Linked DNA regions of Mus musculus: region 2 is linked to region 1. Evidence: chromatin contacts called from public promoter capture Hi-C data. All regions are on one chromosome and are shown on one strand. The core of a region is the stretch at or near the end of the contact, and the rest is flanking DNA. Distances in the headings are between cores, read along the strand shown. Region 1 holds the start of Syt10 (synaptotagmin X). Region 2 has its middle 110 kb from the start of Cpne8.

Region 1 (5,049 bases), core at 227-2,726:
TCAAATACATGTCCTTAGAATTAAGTGTTCTCACTTCCTCCACTCTGAACCTAGGCTTAATGTTCACTTAAAGGCATTTTAGACGAGCTTACTCGGTTTACAGAGGTCTTTACAGTAGCAGCAGCACTTTGATTTTTTTTTTTTTTTACATCCTTTGCATCACACACACACACACACACACACACACTCACACACGCGGTTTAAATGGCTTTGGTTGTGTTTATACATTTAAAAAAAAAAGACGCTTCTATCACACTGACAGCAACAACAATGTATCATTCTGCTTCAAGAGTCCCTGGTTCTGATAAGCTCAGACAACCCCCCCTGCCCCCCCCCCCCCCCCCGCCCTGCTTCTGTTGCCATCAGCAGAGCATTTGGAAACCTTGGAGACAGTCAATGTAAACAACCCAAAGACACAGCTAAACCAGACCCATTCCCATCCCACCAGACTCTCCCTTCCTTTGTCTAGCTCTTAGGGTCGATGGTGAAACCATAACTCTTCTTTCATCTTCTGCACTTCTCTCCTGAGCCTGACGTTGCGGTTGCGCTTACCTGTTGCCCTGGCTACCCAGAAGGTAGAAACCCTTGCCTGGAGACCAAAATGACTCGAGAAAACAAAGTGAATGAGACAAGACCCCCCCACGCACGGAGCCAGTGCATCTCCTAAAGCGATCAAGTGACCCTGGGGTCATCTGATTACATCTCTTCCCCCTGATATTTGCTTCCAAGGTTCTGGACGCAACTGGAAAGGATTTAAAATCTCTTTTCCATTTTTTTGACAAGTGTCCTGAGTGCCTGGTGTCAATAGTCCCTACCCTTTCGCCACGGTAGCCAAGAAGCGCTAGAAAATTACATATGCATTATAAAAGGCATTGGAAGCTTTGAAGAGCTCGACAGGTTGCATCTGAAAGTTAGAGCTGAGGGATCCTTCCTGCGTTTGGGGCTTGACGACACAGCCTTCCCTCTAGAACTAGGTTCCTTGAGGCCAAGCGCAGATTCTCCTGCCAGGCTGGGTGATTCTGCTACACCCTGCAGGACAAGCTAGAGCACCGAGTCCCTGGGACGCCAGAGCAGCAGGTGGGAGAGCGCGAGAGCAGCCTGGGAGCAGAGACCTAGCAGGTGCAGGCAACAAATCCAGCGAGCAAGTCCCCCGAGGCCCGGCAAGATAAGCTCCAGCCAGGAAGTCAGCCCCGAAAATGCCCCTTGTCCCGGGAAGCGCAAGCGGATCCCCTTACCTGTGCCACCTCCTCCCTGGCCGCTCCTATCGGCTGGAAAGATGCCCGAACACTTGTCCCACTCCACCTGACCCGCGAAGCACAGCTCGGTGATGATGTGCAGCGCCTTCTGGCACAGGCTGCTCACACCGTCCTCCTTGCGGAAACTCATCTTGGCTTCTGCTCGCAGCTCCGTTGATCTCCCTTGGTCTGAGGCAGAGCCCTAAGAGTTGCGAGTTGGCCCCATGGTTGGCACGGGCGCAGGAGGGCGGCGCGCGCCAACGGACGCTGCTGCCAGGTCTGCGCTTCTCCTCGGAGCGCTCGGAGGCGCGCGCGGAGCCCAGCCGGCGGGGAGCGAGGGGCGGCGGCGCGCAGAACGGCGCCTCCCGGGTGCTGGGCGGCGCGGCCAATGGCAGGCTGGCGCGGGCAGCGGGGGCAGAGGCGACAGTGCCCTCCATACACCTTTCTGAGCCCCCGTCACACTCTTTTCATTTCTCCCTTTCAATCCAACTTTGCTACTCCCTGGTCCCTCCCCGATTCTTTATCTTTTAAAAAAAGAAAGAAAGGAAAAGCTATTCCCCGTTCCAGACCTGCGGATCTTTATTTTTATTTTTAAATAAAAGTAATCAGAAGACAGGTCATGCGAGGTAGAGTGACACCTGTTTACAATTTGTTTTTAAACGACTTGGAACAATGATAGTTTGGGGATAGAGAACGTTCTAGGTAAGAACACTGTTATCACCAGCAGTGAGGTTCATCAGAAGTTGGGTTTACCCGGCACTGTGAACAGGAAAATTTGAATTCACTGTCATCTACAGAACGAAATATGCCATCCATCAGGGTTTTATTTATTGAAATCATAACTCGTGACTGAGAGACGCCACTTGATTCTAGTTTCTTCTCTGCTGGCGGCTTAAACAGTGCGAAGACAAGATTTCTGTGTCAAACGAGTGTGGGGGATTAGGTTCAGTGCAATCAGCTACAGGCGCACTCTTAATTGTAAAGACATTGTTTTGAAGTCTTTTTCACAGCCTGTTAGAACAAAGGGCTTTAATGGGGGGCATCAATCCCCCGACCCCCGTCTAAATTTCTCTAATTCAAGTTGGTGTAAATCAGCAATGAAGCTGAAGATACAAAATAAAATTAGAAAGCAGTTACCCCAGGCTATGATAAAGCTACCACAGGCTATGATAAAAGCAACTACTCAGTTTAAAAACCCTTTCCACACCAGCCCGTGAATCAGATAGTTCTTCACTCTCTGTTTTCCAATTCCAAGTCGCCAGTCTTATCCTCAGCTTTGTAGAAGACCATTTGCTGCTGCCACAAAGTTCTCTCAGCCCCCATTTCCCACAGGATAATGCAGAACTTCTCCTCACTGAATCCCTTTATCTCAGTCTCTAACCCCTGGAGGTACTCCCTGTAAACCCTCTGGCCATACCTGCCTGAGTAGCCAATGCAATCTTCACTTTCCTTCCTGCCTTCCAATCATCCCCAGACCTGTAGCTGACCACCTGCCTGGGGCCCCTCCTAGATCTCTGCCTCTATTTACAGGGAACCACTTTGCTCCTGCCAGGAGAACAGGCAGGCTACCCTCCCTCCAGTGTACTCTCTCAGTTCCACCACTCCTATCTAGCCCATTCCCATTTCTCGGGACAGCTCCCAATACCTAGAAACACTTTCTAACCCAGGAATCCCAGTGACCACCGAAACACTCCTTACCAGGCATACCTCTTAATCTTTTAAAATAGCTACTCCTTGGGGATCAAGGGTTCAAGTCTATGAGCCTGTAGAGACTGTTCTCATTCAAGCCACGACAAGGAGGGGTGATCAAAGAAGGAGAAGGTAGAAAGCAGGAGGGGGGGGGTTGAAGAGGGACACTTAAAGCCATTTGAGGAGTCATATAGAAACCCAATACAGTAGAAGCTTCTAAAATGTACACATATATGAAAGTGATCTAACTGAAATCACCAAATAATGAGGAAACAGAGCCCTACCTGCACATCCCTCAATTAAATGAAACTTCCAAGTCCATGGATAGGTTATAGTTAATGTAGTTATTGTTCAAAGGGTCCCATAGAAGCCCCAAACAACTCAAGCTATTGTCAAAGGTATTGGTGGCTCTCCACTAGATGACAGAGAAGCCATTCCGGTAAAGACAACACCTACACAACTCACTGAAGATGGAGAAGTGGTGCTCTTGCCGACACTGGGACTTCACTCCTATGGACCAGTGTTCATGGTTACTGGAAGGTACGTGGGATGTTTCTGAAGAAGAAAGGTAAAAACCGACCCAGCTACAAACCCTTCCACTTGTAATTGTGACCTGCCTGCAAGATACAATGGGGCAGTAATGCTACAAGCATTGTAGGAATAACCAGCTAGTATTTGATTGGATTTAAGTCCTGCTCCAGGAGATGGAACTCATACCCAACCGTGCTTGGGTGGCCAAGAACCTGAGACTAGAGAGACAAGGGAGTGGGGTATCCTTGTATGAAGACTCCCCCTCCCCAACCCTTACCCAGAATATGTCTCCAACTGGTAACTGCTTACAAATGAAAACTTAGTTTACTCCAACAGAGTTCACTGGTTATAGAAAACATGCTTAGGACAGGCCACACGCTCAGCAGTAGATGATCAATACAAAACTAACTCAATGGCAATTTTGGAAGGTTATTTGTCTCAGGGCTTCTTTTCTCTTTCTTTTTTTCCTCCTGTTCCTTCTCCTCCTTCCTTCTCTTTTTAAACCTTATAGTTGTTTTATATATATATTATGTGTACTGGCTGGTTTTGTGTGAATTTGACATAAGCTGGAGATATCACGGATAAAAGAGCCTCCCTTGAGAAAATGCCTCCATGAGATCCAGCTGTAGGGCATTTTCTCAATTAGTGATCAAGGGTTGGAGGGCCCATCGTGGGTGGTGCCCTGGGCTGGTAGTCTTGGGTTCTATAAGAGAGCAAGCTGAGCAAGCCAGGGGAAGCAAGCCAGTAAGTAACACACCTCCATGGCCTCTGCATCAGCTCCTGCTTCCTGACCTGCTTGAGTTCCAATCCTGACTTCCTTTGGTGATGAACAGCAGTTTGGAAATGTAAGCCTGAATAAACCCTTTCCTCCCCAACTTGCTTCTTGGTCATGATGTTTGTGCAGGAATAGAAACCCTGACTAAGACATTGTGCTTTATGGTTGTATGTTTCATGAAACTTATGTTTGTGTCTCTGCGTGCTTTTTCTTCTTTTACTTTTTCATTGTCTCTTGTTCGTGTTTGTTCCTTTTGTCATATTGCGCTATTAAAATATTTCTGTTATTATTAGTTTTTAGGTGTCTGTTTTCTGACAAGAAAGAGAAAGGGATGGTGTAGAATTTGGTGGTGGTGGGGAGAGAATCTGGGAGAAGCGGTGTGGGGTGTGTGTGTAAAACCACAATCAGGGTATATTGTATGGATATGAAATTTATTTCAATCAAAGGAAAATAGCAGAGAAAAAAATCATTTTCATGTGATTCACTCCCATGTTGTATCCCTAGGGTTTGATTATCTATTATTAGGCAAAGGAGACATAATTTCTGAAACAGAACATGCTGAGCATGTTTGTTTTCTCGTTCTGTTAAAACACAGGATTTTATTTTCAGCTACCAGTCAGTCTATGGTTCATGTCTCCTGGATGGACAATACGGTAAGGCTCACCGTAAGGATTAGGAACAGCAGCACGGTGGGTAAGCATTCATTAGCTGAGTCACTTTTACCTGATTCATAGGAACACTGAGTGGTATGACACAATCTAGAAACACTAAAATCTGCAGGGTTCTTTTGTTTTTGCCTTTTTTTGTTTTGTTTTGGTT
Region 2 (5,814 bases), core at 1,279-3,778, 950 kb after region 1:
TTCCAAAGGTCCTGAGTTCAAATCCCAGAAACCACATGGTGGCTCACAACCAACCATAATGAGATCTGACACCCTCTTCTGGTGCATCTGAAGACAGCTACAGTGTACTTATATATAATAATAAATAAATCTTTGGTCCAGAGAGAGCAGGGAGTGAGCAAGCGGGGTTGACCAGGGCGAGCAGAGGTCCTAGAAATACAATTCCCAACCACATGAAGGCTCACAACCATCTGTACAGTTACAGTGTACTCATATACATTAAATAATAAATGAATAAATCTTTTTAAAAAAAGACATCACTGAACTGCTTGATCCCTCAATAACTTTGATTCAGGAAAGGAACTATAAAAATCGAGGTATTAATTTGGCTTAGGGAGCTAGTAAAAAGGAATAGCCTCTAATATCTAACCCAGAAGAGACTGACAAAGTGAACTTCTCAGGAACTGGACTCCAAGATCAGAAACAAGAGCTGTCCTGCTCTGACCTCACTGAACTCTGGATGCGCTGATGGGTTTCTGCTTATGGTGGCACTGTCACTTTCAAGACTGGGCTTCCCTTGGTGTGTGTGTGTGTGGGGGGGGGTAAATTCGAAGTCTAGATAACACAATTAACTCATTTACTAGCACCCTTGGTTTGTGTGGAGTCTGTTCCCTTAAGTCAGGAGGCAAAGGATGAAATCTCTGGTGGAGCTGTTGCGTCACAGGCCACTTCTTTCCCAGGATGCTCCCAAGCCTGGAAGGAAGCAGCTTATTAACAGACAAAGGCTTGCCATTTAAGTGACAGTTTTCTACGGTACTTACGGTACTCCCTCTTCTCCCACTCACTCCTAATTTCAGAGACACTGGAAAGTATTGGTTATAAAATGTCACTGCTAATCTGCTTGATGAAGTCTATTTGGGGCTTCTGCTTCAGAACATGTCATGGTAAACAAGAGTATTGATTTTTAAAATGTCTCACTTGGAAGCTACCTTAAAAGTGTGTGTGTGTGGGGGGGGGGGGATTGGTTACCAGTGAGGGTAGAAGTGGATTTGGGGGTGAAGTAGAGGTGGGGAAGGGAAGGCGAGCTAACAAGTTAGGTCGTGTCTCAACCTGCTATTCACCCAAGGCTCAAGGGCAGAATGGACACTGAGCTGTGTGGAAGGTATGATGTACAGCTGACAGATGCATGGCTTCTGGCAAAGACTGATGATGGACGTAGCCTAGAAACTTGAGCTTTGACAGGCAAGACAACCTCATAGCCACACACCAAAATCAGACACCATCTCCAAGCAAGCTTAGTTTCACAGAGCGACCTTACACACCTTACATTTAAAGGCAAATCCCTACTAATCATGCAAGACTTTGTTGCTGTGGTTAGCTTTAACTGTCAACTTCACTGGATTTAGCCTCACCATGGAAACAGACCCCTGGATATGCCTTAAGGGTGTTTCCAGAAAGGTTTACCTGCAGAGGGAAGACTCTCTGTGAATGTAGGAAGCACTGTTTCACAGGTTGGGGTCTTGAACTGAAGATGAAGAACGAGTGAGCCAAGTGTTCATCTCGCTCTGGTTCCTGGCTGCACACAGAACGTGACTGACCACCTCATCCTTCTGCACCACGATGGAGACATCCTCAAAGCTTAGGGCAGAGCAAGCGCTCACATCTTACATTGTGTTTTTCAGGTATGTGGACAGAGCAACAAGAAAAGAAGCTCCTGGAACCATGATAGGGAAATTGTAGTTCAGGGCCTATTTTTTCCAATTCCAACTGGGTCAGTAGGAAAATGTAGTAAAAGCTTTTACCTCAAGATGTAGAAATTGGCATCCATATAGATCCTTCTTCCATATTCACATCCCATTAAGTTAAACATCCAATATGCTATCCATTCACTAATGGTGCTAAGAAAGGGGCTACGACTAAAGTGTCTACCCAGTACAGAATGCACATGGCGGTTTAGGACAAAGAAAGATCCAAGATCAAAGCGTGTATCATTATACACACATGGGAAGAGACAACAGCAAGGAATGGCTAAGTGAGTTACCATCACAATCTCAAGATAGATAATTATGGAAATGTAAGGATGTTCTAGGAGAGAAATTTTAGTATGTACAAGGAACTTATGGGAAAAAAAAAAAAAAACCTTCCTCTGGCCTGCCTTTTTTTTTTTTTTCTTTCTGAAGAAGCAATAGAATTAGCTCATAGGCTAACAGGGTCCTTTCCTAAGCAGATGCCACCACCTCCCCACAAAAGGCTCTCAGGATTCTGCAACCACCTTGTGCCATGAAGGGCCTGGATGAAGGAAGCAGCGCTGTCTACACTGAAGAAGAAGATTAACAGTAACTATTCTGGGTCAACAGGCACAGTGTGGACTACATAGGGTAAACCCAACATTGTGACCCTCAGACACCGGCGATCTCAGCTCCAGTGAAGCTGGGCAGGTCCTGAAACAATCAATTAGAAAGCTCAATCCTTTGCTGCAATATGGCCTCAATTGTTTGCTGTGTGCTAGAAGGAAGGAAGGAAGACCGGGAACACTGTGCTAGGCAGAAGTCCCACACCCAAGCGTTGGCATCTGCTCCCTTCAGCTTAAGAGTGTTTAAGACAAATGAGCTTAGCATTTGGTTATCACGAAATTGCATATAATCCTGTCATTCACAAAAATGTTATCTGTGCACACTCCCCTCCATTTTCTTTCTGGAACCCATCCATTGAGGCAAATTTTCTCCCTGGGAAGTTACACTTATCTTTGAAACCTGCACATTCCAGACCGTCTATTATGCTGCTTTTACTGAGCATGCACCTGGGACTAAATCCCTCCTTACCCTTCCCGTGGATGGGAGGGTACAGCTGACTCAGTCTGCTTTAATCTGTCAGCCCTGGGAAAAGATACCTGCCTGATGTCAGGCTAACCCTGCCTACACTTTCCAAGTCCAGATCTCCTCCTTTCTTGGAGGAAAGGAAATGAGGGGATACCACAGTCCACCCACACCCTCGTTTATGAACACAATTTGCCACTCAAAAGCCTTAAGACATTTGAGACAACCCAGCAGGAAAGAGATCTGATACTTCAAGAGGAACAAACCAATCAGCATGATTTCCTCTCAGCACCTTTGACCTCTGACCTCCCCTACCACTCCTCACTTAACTGGGGCCCACTCTCTTCTTAACACCTGCCCCTCTCTCCAGTTACCCAGAGTGGTGTGTCTCTCATCAGAAAGGCACTTGCACAAGAAACTGGATTTTATCTGTTTGCTATTTATACACATTTTACCACTGAAACAGGGTCAAGTTCAGATGCAACACTTTACCAGTACACCACTTAGTGTTAGGAAAAGAATCAATATAAGAAAATAGCCAAAAATGCTTGAAAGTGATTTCCCTGACAAGACAAGACTAGAGGTGGGTATGACGGAGACCTTTTTGTTTTGGTTGTTAATTTAGAACATAACATGCTACGTTTTGTTGTTGTTGTTGTTGTTGTTGTTATTGGTGGTGGTGGTAGTAGTGGTTGTGATATATGTGTTGTATAACAATATGAAAAACAGAGAATACAAAGAAAGTACTCATTGTGTTAAAATACCATTGTTTGCTAAGCTCAGAATTCTTCTCTAATATAATAACCCAAAATGCATATCTCCAAGGAAACCACAGATTTTATCCAAACAACCCAAATCAATTCTATTTTGGCTCTTCTCTTTGCATTTTATATCAAACCTCTCAAGTTGGCTGAAAGTAGGCAAGGCTTGGATTCTGGAGCCAGCCTGGGTTTCCATTGTGTACTGTGGCTTTCCAGTGTGATCCCAGCCTTCCATGCATGCACCACCCAGTCCCTGGCCATCAAAAGAGGGTAAGCAAGATTTCCAAGAAGACTTCATCGAAAAGCAGTGGGTTATGATTAAAAAAAAAAAAAAGCAGCAGCTTGTTTATTTGTGTGTGTGTGTGTGTGTGTGTGTGTGTGTGTGTGTGTGTGTTTCTAGATGTCCAAATGATTCAATTCTCTGAAGTATGTAATATTCCATATCTTTTATATAATCATTAATTAAGCACCAACCACATGTTCTATCTTCTTAACACAATTTTAAAGCTCATATGCTTCCTTCTTTTCCCACCCCCTTCCCTCTGCTTCTATGAGGGTGCTCCCCCACCAACCTACTCACTTCAGCTCTATCATCCCCCTACACTGGGGCCAAGGACCCCCCCTCCCACTGATGCCAGATACTGCTATCCTAGGCTACATATGTTGCTGGAGCCATGGGTCCCTCCACGTGTACTTTTTGGTTGGTGGTTTAGTCCCTGGGAGCTCTGGGGATCTGGTTGGTTGATATTGTTGTTCTTCCTATGGGGTTGCAAACCCCTTCAGCTCCTTCAGTCCTTCCCCTAACTCCTCCATTAGCGTCTCTGTGCTCAGTACAATAGTTGCCTGCGAGCCTCTACTTTTCTGCCTATATGAACTTTAAGATTAATCATGCTGATTTCTCATATAGAAATTAACTGGGGGCTGGAGAGATGGCTCAGCAGTTAAGAGCATTGACTGCTCTTTCGAAGGTCCTGAGTTCAAATCCCAGCAACCACATGGTATCTCACAACCATCTGTAGTGAGATCTGACACCCTTTTCTGGAGTGTCTGAAGACAGCTACAGTGTACTTACAAATAATAAATAAATAAATCTTCTTTTTTAAAGAAATCAATTGGTTTTAAAATTTCTTATGTTCTTCTGCTTTCAGATCTCAGGCACCTGGGGTAGGATATTTTTAGGGGCTAAAGATATTGAACAAAACAAAACAAAACAAGACAAACAAATAAAAGCACCACAACCACCAACAACAAAAAAACCAAAAAGCAAAAACAGTAATTGCTGGAGGCACTTTAAGATGTCCAGTCCCAAGAAGAGCAACTAGAAAAAGTCAATTGGAGAATTTGAATTTTTCTATATACAATCTATATACATGTATATGTATACACACATGCACACACACACACATACACACACACACACGGATGCACAGAGTTAACAAAGCAAAACAGTCCAGAGGAACCAATCAATAATGGTATAAAAAATAACAGTATTAGTTTCAAAATCAGCATATTTCTATGTGTTGACTCTTTTCTATAACAGAAACAAGGGAGCTCTGACATATCAGCTCCTGTATCTTATTTATCCTCAGGCTTTAACAATTAAATTTTCTGTAATTTATATGTCAATTGGAAAACTCCTGGAGGTGTTCCTGGTGAGCAACTTCAGTGACAAAGGAAAGCAAGAATCCAAAACCAGAAGAGAACAAAAGTGAAAGTTACTCTGAGCATCCTGTGGGCATGGGCGAGCCAAATCCCAGGCTCTACTGCCATGGCAGGGGTCTAGGTAAGTTCACTGGTGAGAGTAACAAAGACAGTTGGCTTTTCCATATATCTATTCTATATCATCCCAAGCCCACACTTTACAATAGCAGAGCGATGTCTTTACAGGAGAGAATGTAGAAGCAAGCCACGTATCAGTGGCTGCAGAAGAACCAGGAGGTTTGTAGATGCCTTTAAAATGGCAAAATGAATAATAGCACAGTGTTTCTACCCCTTTCGGTCCTCGGCACGGGTGTTTGCTTTCCGTGTGGCCACAGTCTTCTTCACCCATGTGTTTGTTTAAACTCTTCAGCCTCTCAAGTGTCCAATTTGTGACCAACGTCCTAAAAAGTGTGTTCGGGTTGTCTTGAAAGTTGTAGAGAAGTGAATCAGCTGTAACAGAATTTCATGTTACAATGCTGGTCAAACGACAGCTGGAAAGCAAAGACCTCATAGGATATGATAACTGACCTCAAACTTAGGGCTTCACTACACAAATT

Evidence for each region. Promoter capture Hi-C pulls out the DNA fragments that hold promoters and counts their contacts.
Region 2: a contact with region 1 is called in a promoter capture Hi-C map of hippocampal neurons, with 2.2 times the contacts expected there. The contact joins the enhancer-like site here to the promoter of Syt10 in region 1. A contact is called at or near these places in 5 of 39 promoter capture datasets (cranial neural crest, embryonic stem cells, hippocampal neurons and 1 more).

Annotation. Positions count from the first base shown.
Region 1 is chr15:89,840,384-89,845,432 of GRCm38.p6, forward strand. Syt10 (synaptotagmin X) reads right to left here and starts at 1,477. Exons shown (of 7, transcript NM_018803.2): 1 at 1,236-1,477. The coding sequence starts at 1,386.
Region 2 is chr15:90,787,598-90,793,411 of GRCm38.p6, forward strand. No RefSeq gene overlaps it. Among named protein-coding and RNA genes, the nearest start is that of Cpne8, 110 kb to the left of the region's middle. Within about 2 kb of position 2,529, at least 8 of the 459 cell types and tissues checked have an H3K27ac peak or open chromatin away from gene starts, as enhancers often do. A contact at or near this core is called in hippocampal neurons, where this site is marked.